Regions from separate parts of the Oryzias latipes genome. Here region 1 is linked to region 2. The links are chromatin contacts, called in public Hi-C maps. All regions are on one chromosome and are shown on one strand. Each heading gives the region's core, a stretch centred on a gene start, on an enhancer-like site or on the middle of the called end of the contact. The rest is flanking DNA. Distances are from core to core; before and after follow the strand shown. Region 1 holds the start of LOC101160590 (disks large-associated protein 1-like). Region 2 holds the start of LOC105356173.

Evidence for each region. A called contact is a pair of places that touch in the nucleus more often than the background predicts.
Region 1: a Hi-C map of embryo shows a contact between it and region 2, with 1.7 times the contacts expected there. The contact joins the promoter of LOC101160590 here to the promoter of LOC105356173 in region 2. A contact is called at or near these places in 2 of 5 Hi-C or Micro-C datasets (embryo and gastrula embryo).

The regions. Positions count from the first base shown.
Region 1 is chr17:13,634,157-13,639,758 of ASM223467v1, reverse strand. It overlaps LOC101160590 (disks large-associated protein 1-like), which reads left to right and starts at 1,729. Exons shown (of 15, transcript XM_011486379.2): 1 at 1,729-2,358.
Region 2 is chr17:13,477,605-13,483,227 of ASM223467v1, reverse strand. It overlaps LOC105356173, which reads left to right and starts at 1,547. Exons shown (of 10, transcript XM_020710846.2): 1 at 1,547-1,851; 2 at 5,361-5,522. The coding sequence starts at 1,621.

The DNA.
Region 1 (5,602 bases), core at 480-2,979, 160 kb before region 2:
AGCGCAGTGGTTGGCGTGTTCCCCTCCCAGCGAGAAGCCCTGGTTCAAATCCCAGCTGAGACCTTATTTGGAGTTTGCATGTTCTTGTGCACGCATGGGTTTTCTCAGACTTCCTCCCACAGTCCAAAGACATCCCTAGCATATTAATTGGCGTTGCTAAATTTCCTCGAGGTGTGCATGTGAGTATGTGGCCCTGCAACAGACTAGTGACCTCTTCAGGGTTTACCCCACCTTTGCCCAACAGTAACTGGATTGGCTCCAACAGCCCCTTGACCCTGAAAGGGATTCGGCAGGTTCTGAAAATTGATGGATGGATGAATTACATTGAAAATCCAATCCCATTACAAGCTTATGGTGGTGAAAATGAACCATTGTCTCTTTAGTGTGAAGAAACGTGATGACCTATAGCACAGTCATAAGTGAGCCTGTAAATGCTTTTACCTAAATCTTATCATCAATCATGAACATGAAGATTTCTTGTCTTGATCGAGTTTTTTTTATTGACTAAATTCATTTGGACCTGTTAATGTGCAACAAGTAGAGCAGGAATTGTTTAAATTCGTACACTGTGTTGGCCGTCAAGAGCCACAGATGGTCTTGCCCTACAGCTATGCACCTGGAAATGTCATCACATTTCAATTATTTGAAATTTGAGTACAATAAGAGAAAAATCCAGCAGGGGTTTACATTTTACATGATTTTAACTATTAGAACAGGTTAAGACGGGATAAACTATAAGCTTTTATGTTAAAAGAAAGACCAAATCAACCATGTCAGCTTGGAAAACTAGATCTATGGCAGTTGAGCAAATTTAGAAATATTCATCCAGTTATCAGTCATATATGCCCTAATTCCCTGCACTTTAGAAATAAATTATCAATGTGTTTTTTTAAATATACTGCAGATAAAATGTGCTTAAGCCTTTGGAAAGCTCAGTGTGATTTTTTTTTTAACCAGACATTTTGTACTCTGAATTTTCTCAGCACACTTGAGCAGTTTTAGTGCAGAGGATTCATTGCTATAAATGAGTGAAATTAAACTTGCTGAGCTTTATTAACCAATAGGAACTGTGCATCATCAGGCTCCTCTGCCATTCAAATAATTTCTGAATTTGGTTGATATTAACCTTTTTTTTGTAACCCAATTTTTTTTCAGCATTTGAGCAAATTCTTGTTGATGTAGAATGTTTACTTCTCAGATTACTCCACACTCGCATTGCTGCATTTTAAAGTTACCCGTTGGTTCTACTAAAAGGATGGACCTGACCAAGCCATCCATTCTTACGTGAAATGTTTGAAATCATGTAACCTGTTGAAATGCCTACATACACATGTTCTGCCTGATGGTTGCCAATTCCAGCTGTCTGTTCACCACTTGAGCACTCAGCAAAAATAGTCATCGGTGATCTTCTGGTTAGACCTAAGATTCTATTGAAAGTGAGATGTAAACAGAATAAAGATAGCAGTCGCCCTAGGTGCTGCTTCCAGGCTTCCATAGCACACACAAGGTGGTCTGCTTCTCAAGTAGTACAGAATTAATGTGCTTTAAAAGACACCCACCTCTGTTTTCCGATGAATCTCCCATTTAGTGCATCTTTATAGCCAGAAAAATGCAATTTGTAAACGGAATACATTGTATTTAACTTACTTCCGGTTTCTTTCAAATTAAGATAAGTACAAAGCTTACATTGTTTTTTAATTTATTTTATTTTTCAGCCCTTTCTGTTATCTTTCCAATGGTGTGCTTGTGAATTAAATTTTTTTGTCATCAGGAATATCTGTAATTTAAAAATGGTACTCCAATTCAACACAAACTTTAAGCAGGTAAAAAAAGTGAATGTTTAGTTTTACTAAAAACCTTTTCTTTTTGTCTTGGCAATACATGTGCACCAACATTCAAACTGAAGAAACACAAATCGCTTTTCAAGACTTTAGTTCCAGGTAAGGTTTTTTTTTCCTGCTCTTTCATGCATGTATGCATGTGCGGTCTTGTTTAGGTGCTTTATATTCCTCCCCCTGGTCCCTATAATGGGTTTGCAGAACTGGTGTGTTCGTGGAGACCTCAGGAAAAAAGCTGTACAGAATGGTGGCTCTACTTTAAATAGCAGAATAAGCTATTAGTGCTTTTATTTTTTAGCGCGAATTGGCCTGGGTTCCTGTGCGTCCGCCTCACGTACGCTCAATTCACTGCTGCAGTTCACGCACCGCAGGCTTGCGCCAACTGCGTCCGCAAAATCCACACTCGCGCTCGTTCCAGCGGTGACTGCAGCCGTCTCCTTGCTGCCTCCAAGACGTGGACGCGGTGTGGGATCTAGCCGCCGGAGTTTGCGCACAGCGATGGTGTGAGGAGCCACCGGAGGTAAGCCGCAGCTTGTAACGGACAGGCTGACAGACAGGTGCCGGGCTTGATTCGGCTCTACTCTAGTGCGTCCAACAGCAGTCCTCTGCTGACGGGTGAGTCAGGGCGATCGGATCGGGTGCTGGAATGTGAGGTCGGGGGAGGATGTGACGGTCATCCTTCACGGCCGTACGCTGCGCATCCTCCGCGCTCCCAGCTGCGTTCGCGGACGCTTCAGCTGCAGCTCTGTGTGGCACCGCCGCGCGCTAGAAAAAACACAACTGTCTCCCCCTAACATTTCTGCTGAAAGCCCTTTTCTTCTTAAGAAGCAGTGCGCCAGACATTCAGACGAATCCTCTTGAAGTGAATCCTCGAAAATCCGTCGCATGTTTGGCTCACAGCCCACGCAGCGCGCCATTATCCTTGGTGTAAGTGAAGTTTGCAGACTGATCCAGGCTTTTGCGTGCTGGTGTTTCTGTGGAAGATGTGATGATGGGAGAGCCGAGCGGAGACGCAGCAGCGGGATGTGCTGGAATAATCAGGGGGGTCACAAATGATGCTGTTTCCCCCCAAACCCGCAGACGACGGAGGTTCATTTGTGATTTCCTGCAGCGCGCCGAGGCGCCATAAACCGCAGCACGCGCTTGGTCTTATTACCTCCTCGGTGCCGTTGAGCAAAACACGCTCACATGGCACCACAGCTGCACGGAGGACTGCTGTGGAGGAGACGCGCAACAAAGAGCGTCTTCCACTTGCAGCATTTTACGCTTGGCTGCTGTGATGTCACGAGAGCTGGGTTTTGGTGCGGAGAGGTGGACTCTGGTTTCCGCTTCAGTGAGAAGTTTTGAGTTCATAGAAAGCAGCGTCACTTGTCGCCTGTGGCTGAGAACGAAAGGACACGCAATTCCTGAGACCAGCAGAACAACGGGAAGGGAAGGCTCTGCGTCTGAGCTCTAACCAGAACCTTTACGCATAAAAGTCTGCTTTAACAATCAATTATGTAGTCATGTGCGCCCCATAGTCATGGACAAAACTTAGCAATAGGTAACCTTATCTTGCAGTTCTAAATCTTGTGCTAAAACAAAGGAGAACCACCAGAATAATTAGGTTGACTGAATATTTTACAGTCACAGTCATCTCAGCGCAATTTACATAAAGAATGATTAAAAAGAAAAGAAAAACAACAAAACATGAAAAGGCTAAAGTAGTCAGTTTATATGATTTGATTCTTTCATTTTTTTTCCCATTATTTAAATAAACAATTATGCGTAATGGACACAAAAAAGAGTTTTATTTATTTATTCAAACTTAGATTTGTTTTACATTAGGAATTTACACCACAGGAGCACTAGAAAAAGCCTCAAATTAAACTTGATTCTTGATTTATATGAGTAATTTTTCATCCTGATCATAACAATCGATTCAATCAATAAAATGTAGTTTTTCTTAAGCCCAGCTATAGCTTATATAAGAGACCAACAGGTTACATCAAACATTTCTGATGTTGGTCTTCTCAACTGCTACTGGGTAACTGCAGGGAAAAGATTCCATTTGAATAAAATAAAAATAAACCTGGCATATGCATTTGCATTAATCAAAGAACAAACACTTGTGTGTGTGTGTGTGTGTGTGTGTGTGTGTGTGTGTGTTTTAAAATAGGAAATAATGTAAACCTTCATTCTTCACATTTAACAAATCATTTGACTTTTTGTTTGCCATTGAGCGTTGTTGCAGAGGGGTGCCCCACTGACATGTTGTATTTACAGAAACGGTGTTTCTGTCTTGTAGAAACGATCTAGTTCTACTAGGCATTACAGTTGGCCTTTTAGACGTGCTGTCCTTCTGACAGTAAAATGTCTTTTAAAAGTTTGTAGTAAGTTGCACAACACAAAACTGTGTTTGTGTAAAAACAATGCCCTGCTGTTAGACTTGAAGTTGACATGAGCTGGTTAGCAGCTAAAAAAATTTAAGAAGACAGGAAAATGCTACTTCTGAGCAAGTCAAATAGCTTCCCTTTTTAGTGGAGCCAGACAAATCATAAATTTTGTGGTACAAGCACCAATTTTAACATGGATGTACCTTAGGATCCCCTCTTTCAGAAAAGTACGTCAGCCACGAGAAAAATTCAATTGTTACAAAATTATTCAATGTCTATTTGCCTCAGTCTTAACAAAATGCACAAAATGTAGTCTTTAAACATGAGGGGTACCTACAGATTATTATTATATGTATATAATACTGTATTATATATATTTTAAAATTCTGGAATTCTCGTGGTGTTTCTAAAAGAGAGAACCCTAAGGTACATCAATGCTAAATTTAGTGCTTGTACCACAAAATGCACAATTGTTTTAATAACTGGCTCCACTTAGTGTGGTTGGATGTTTATTATTGGTGTTCAAAAACTTTACAGATGTTACACTCGATTATTCTTGTCATTCATTTTCAAGAACAACTTGACTTTTTTTATTATCTACAGCTTAAATGCCATTTCATGCAGCCACTACATACATTTTACTCATTTTCCACGTATGAAATTCCGGTCTTTCGTGATGCGTGATATCATAAGTGTTTTTTGTGCTCGTCATTCCTCGATGTCAATGTTTGGCCGATAGGTCTTTACGTAAATTTGGTTTTGAGCTGTTCAAAACTTTCTGTCGGTTCAAAACTATGTATTTTACACAGATTTGATATAGTTTATACGCAATTATTAGGTAAATCTTGTGCATTTGTGCGTTATTTTTTGCGAAACGTATATCCAAAGTTGTGGCTTTTCATGACTGTTCCATGTATGTCTAACAGACTTTTCACGCATGTACCACTGATGTATAACTTTAGTATCACGTATACGGCACACATATCACGTTCAAATGATGTAATTAACAGATGAATCACTAATGAATTGCAAATAAACAGTGCAATAATCACGCACGGTTCATGTTCTACGTTGATTTACGTGTTCTTTTTGTGGTTTATTCGCACTTCTTCCGTTGTTTTAACATGGTTCTTTCGTGTTACATCTGTAAAAATTTCACGTAAAAACCACAACTTTTCTTACTTTATCCACATATATTCATGTAAAACCAAATTTTCTCCATACAATTTGTTTAAAATGTACGTAGTGGATGTGTGTCACAGGCTTTAAAGGCTCTGTATCTACCTGTTCTCAAAGCAAGTGTTGGTGCCAACTGGTGGAGTAAATCCATACGGTCATTGGGAGAGAAAAAAACACCTGCCTGCTGCTCCACATCCTATTTTAAATCAT
Region 2 (5,623 bases), core at 298-2,797:
AGAGGAGAAACCACCCGCGGAGGGTGAGAGGGGCGTTTTTTGTTTTTTTTTTCTGCGGATTGTTGGCTGTTTATTCGGGAATGTTCAATCTCATGGAAAAACGCAAAGTGTTTGTGTTTAAAGTTATTGACACTGTTTGACAACATGGCATGAAACGGAGCTTAAAGCAAGATTGAAGGACACAAGGTCAATAACTGGCGGAGGCAGAGTGAGACATCTGTTAAAAGTGACTTATGGTCGATGAGTTTAATCACTTTTGGAGTGGATGATGAAGAGATGCTGTACCCAGAGTAGATGTTTAAGGTAAATAAAGAAAACGTCTGTCATGTGTACCTTTAATTTTAAGTTTGAAGAGATTCACTAATCTACCAAACAACCAACAGACTCAAGCACAATGAAAAGCTACTGTTGGAAAAGGCAGAGTACACCCTAAACAAGGTCACCAGGCTGTTGCAGGGCTACACAGACAAACACAACCTCTCACATGCACACCTAGAGGCAATTTAGAGACACAAATGAACCTCTGAAGCACGCTTTTGGACTGTGGGAAGAAGCTGGAGTGCCAGGAGAAAACCCAAGTTTGCACATATCCAAACTCCACACAGAAAGGAACCACCAGAGACTTTCTCGCTGTGAGGCAAGAGCGCTGACAACTGCGCCACAATGAAGTCCATCAGTAGGTTAACTCTTTTCAGGAATACACAGAAAATTTTTAAGATAAATCAAACAAATTTTAACATAGAAATCAGAATCCACTTTAAATTGAGATGCTTCGCTTGTGGCAGTAAAACCCAACATTTGCTGATTGTGTTTTCCTTTCATGTACACTATGCCCTTTGCAATCTGCAAACTGAAGAAGAGTATAGTCTTCTTCTTTTTCATTTCTTTCACAAAAAATGGAGAGACATAAGCTATACAGGGAATTATTGCAAAATGTTGTTGCTTTTAAAAGATTTGTAGGTTGGAGAATAGTGGTCTGGATTAAGTTACATAGTATGTTTTACCTAAATTTTTGTGTAACCAAGCTGTGTTTCAGCAGGTTTTTTGGAACAAATGAAAAAAACATTTACATAAATTAAAATTAAAAACTGCTCTTTTTTTGGCATGTGACTTTTCATAACGCTAATACATCAAATGTGTTACTGTGATGATTATTCTAAAGGAATCTAAAAGGACTAAAGAATTATGTGTACAGTTAAACATCTGTTGTCATATCTAATCTTAGTTTTTATGAATGACTCAGTCACACTCGTATGGGTGTTTGCGTGCAGATGGAGGCATACTGCAGAGGGAAGTGATGGAGATGAAGGGTGGGGGAGGGAATGCAGGAGTGACTGTTAAAGAGTAGAGAAGCCGCCAGGCTGAGGGAGGGGAAAAAATGAGGAAGAGAAAACACATGAAGGCAGGGAACATAACACAAGGAAACCCTGTGAGAGACCTCAATAGATGCTCTCTCTGCCTGACTCATCCCATTGCTTCCTTTTATTCTTGAAGTGGTGCAGTCTGCCTGCAAACATTACTCCATGTACGTGCGCGCGCACACACACACACAAGCCGTGACACGCTGAGAAGGGTGGCTCCGCCTCCTCTGCAGTGTAGCGACAGCCAGGAAGGGCAGCAATGGAGGAGCCAGCAATGCAGCAAGAAAAAATAGAGGCATCTCAGGAACATGCGGATGACGGAGGGAAGGCAGACTGGAAAAATGAGTGCTCTCTTTCCACTTTCCTCAAGCATTCCTGCCTCCTGTGTTGGTCATCTCCAAGGGATGCTGCAGACGTCATGGAAACAGATGAGAGAATCCTCACCAAGAAAGCAGAGATTAGAGTAAGAAGACCGCAGCACCTAGCACTGGTGTGTTGTGTGCATGTGTATGTTTCAAAGAGTGTTGTATATATTTTTTGTCTATGCTCATATGTTTTGTGGTATCATCTTTTAGAGGCTTTCTTTCTTTATTTACTGTTGTCATGTGACCAGGTCGTGCATCATACATGTCAATATTTATGTTCTTAAAATGTATTCAGTTCCATTGCAGCGTGTCCAGCAATAGCATCTGTGATGACAATGTACAACCTGCTGTGAGCTCTGGGACCTTGTTAGCATATATTGAATTGATAAAGGCTTTAAATATGAATGAGCATACGTGTTATAAGCTGTTCATGTATCTAGTAGGTTCTTTTTTTTATCGTTGACTACCTTTAAGCCCAACGAAAAAATGTTTGTAATGGGTCAGTTTTTGTAAAAATTGGTCCTGCCCACCAAAAGGGATAGTCATGGTATTAAAGTGACCTCAGATGTCAGGAATGGAATCATAGGAAAGACTGTGAAGAGCTTTGATCTCAGGAGTCCAAATAATAAGTGTCCTTGATCTTTGATGTTGAGCCTCATTTGTCTGATTCTACAAACTGTTCTTTGAATCATCCTGTGACATTCTATGACAGATATAGATCAGTTTTCGTCTTCGCATGGAATACCGAAGTCCTCCACAGATGAAGATTAGATGGCGATCACTGTGTGAACATCATGTCTAAAGAAAATTTAGACATGATGTCAAAATTTTAGGGGTTTTATAGGGTAAAATCTTTTCAAACACTGATTCCAGACTAATTTAAATTTGATTATTCCTCCACCTCCTCCAACCAATGCTGGCATGAATGGAAAGTCTCTGGTGTTTCATCTGCTTTGATGTAAAGTCCCTTGAGGTGTGCCACATGTGACACTGTAGATCTTGGGTGTCAGCCAATATGAAAACATCCATGTTCATGCTTGCCCTGATGTATTTTAGCATATGTGTGAACATCACTCGCAGAAAAGCACTTTCCAATTTCCAAATTCACAACAGTCGTCTCAATGGGCTTCGTATCGGTATTTGAAAAAGTGGAACATGAACTCAAAAGGATCATGAATACATAGAGTTCAATGGGAAAATACTAAATTGAACTAACAAACTGACTAAGCTGTACTGGCATACCTGCCCTTAGACCCCCTTTCCACTAAGTGTGTAGGAGACTTTCTCATAGAGAGGGATTCAGCTGAAGACTTCAAAAATTCAGGAAAAAAAAATAATGTTTTTGCAGTACACAAAGTATAAAACTATTTTTTTTTCTCATAAATGGAAAAAAACGATGCAGGAGACAATTTCAAGCAGGGAACAGTGGACAGGACCCCAGGCTGCGGATGCTGCGGATGACTGACGAGATTGTAGATAAAGAGGAAGAGGAGGAGGAGGGGTTAGCCCAGCAAAATCTAAAAGACAGCCTCACAATGGTGACATTTTTAGTAGACAAGAAAAAGGACTGGCTATAAAAGATCTTAATGGACTAGAGAGATGAGAGTAATTATGAATCAAAGTAGTTGGACAGAGGGACATCAAATTGAGAACTAAAACCCAACAGATGTGCCTTACTGCAAGTACCACACTTTAAAAGGTTTTTCAATGGCAAAGAAAATGCACAAGACTACCCTTCATTTAAAAGACAAACCCAACTCAGAGATGTAGTGCTGCCAAAGGGAACTAGAGCAGAACAACATGCCCATGTTGATCCTATAGGACATCTAGTGATGCAGAATGCATGGGCTGGAGTGCATCACACTGTCTGTTTATGGGATAACTTGACAGTTGATGAAAGCTCATTCATTCAGAAAAACTGCAGTCAGGGGTTCTTTCCAGTGCTGTTTTCATTAATCAATCAATCAATTAATCACTTTATTTGTTCAGCGCCTTTCATCATACACAATTAGGCCACAAGCTTAGAAACAGAGAGATATAAAAACCAGGTTAAAACAATGAGTAGTCTTAGCTCTAATCCACTCACAACACACAACTTAACACAATCATATTCAAAAGATCCTATATAAAATAACAGGCAACATTGATGATAATAACTCATTGAAGAGGTACTGGTAAACCAGGACATGTTAACTCATACATACATATCAACATACATACAAAATGCATTTAAGTTTAAAAATGACAATATGTTAAATGTTGCAAAAACTCTCAAGTCCACAGGTAAGTTAGTCCAGAGGTGAGGTCCAAGATACTGGAAAGAAGCTTCACCATGAGTCTATGTTCTAATAGCAGGTACCAATAAAAGGGCAGTACATGAGGAGTACCTCATGTGAAAGTACACAAAACAAGAATTGAACAGAATCAGAAAGTCACTTCGGTGAGGGAACTCTGAAAGCTCAGGACTAATGCTTTAAGAACATTAAGCCACTCCCACTGGTCATTTAAATTGATTAACAACAACAAAAAAAAAAAAACAATTGAAACAAAACAATTACAAATAAACAAAACTCTTTATATTGAGTATTCATGATAAATGTGTATGCAATTTAGTGGGCCAATGTAAAGTACTTAACTTTGACTGTAAAATCATGATGAATACATCAGCGTGTCTGCAACAAATGTTGAGTTGTGGAGAAAAGATCAAATGACAAACCCAATCCAGCCCAGAGGATTCCAGTCGGGCTAAATTGTCATCATATGTGTTATATAATAGCCTATATAAGTGATCATTAGAAAACATCAAAGGATTCTAGGTCAAATTTCATATTGATCACACAAAGCATGAATGTGGAAAGGATACGGTAAACGGCAGTAATTGGCGTATACTTGTATAGCGCTTTCCTACCGTCCTAAAAGGCCTAAGGTGTTTTACAGTGCCTTACACAGTCTCATTCACCCACATTCACACACTTTCACACACTAATGGTGGCTTCGCTGCCTAACACTGGCAGCAATGTGGGGTTCACCGTCTGGCCCAAGTACACTTTGACACATGGGTGGACAAGGCAGGAACTGAACCTGCAATCTTTTGCTCAGGGGTCAACCATTCTACCTCTGCACCACAGCCACCCTAAATGTCTTAGGAAGATTAGGAAGAAACTCCAGCAGAACCAGATTCAATGAGGTCACTCATCCGTGACCAGTTGGGCTCCAACGGTGCAGGAAAAAGACAAACACCGTATGAAAAATAGGTCAATTACCAACTGCAGGAGTGCTAGAAAGAGAAGCAGACAAACACTAAACTACTGTTTGAAGAAAAAAAATTACTTAGTTCTTCTTAACTTGTTACTCTATAATTTATTTAATTTGGTGTTGTAGAACTCTTTAAGTTCTTATTTTTCAAATTTTTGTTTATGAACATTTCTATATCATTTTCCTTCAAAATTCATCAAAAGATCATATCTTCATTTTCTTAGACCATGTTGTAAATCACAATCCCACAATCCAGCTAATGCAATCGCCAAATTCAATCATCAAGAAAATGATTTTTCCCATTAATATGCATGTTACTGACTCAGTTATTCCTTCTAATCCTGCTGCGGTTTGTGTGTGTTTGTGCTTTTGCATATAGGAGCTGGAGAATGCAGTGACAGTGGAGAGTCTGGAGCTTCAGGAGCAGCAGTCTGACCGGAAGGAACTGGAGGACACCCTGCTGAAGTTGGACAAACACAAAGACAGTCTGATTCAGCAAATAAAAGAAACCAGACAGCTCTGCTATGAAGAAAGTCAACAGGTGAAACATTGTCCCACCGCATTTGAGTTCTGCATTACTAGTGAATAAAATACCCTGCCTTAATTCATTTTAAGCGCCTGTAGGCGATCTCTGTTCTTGAT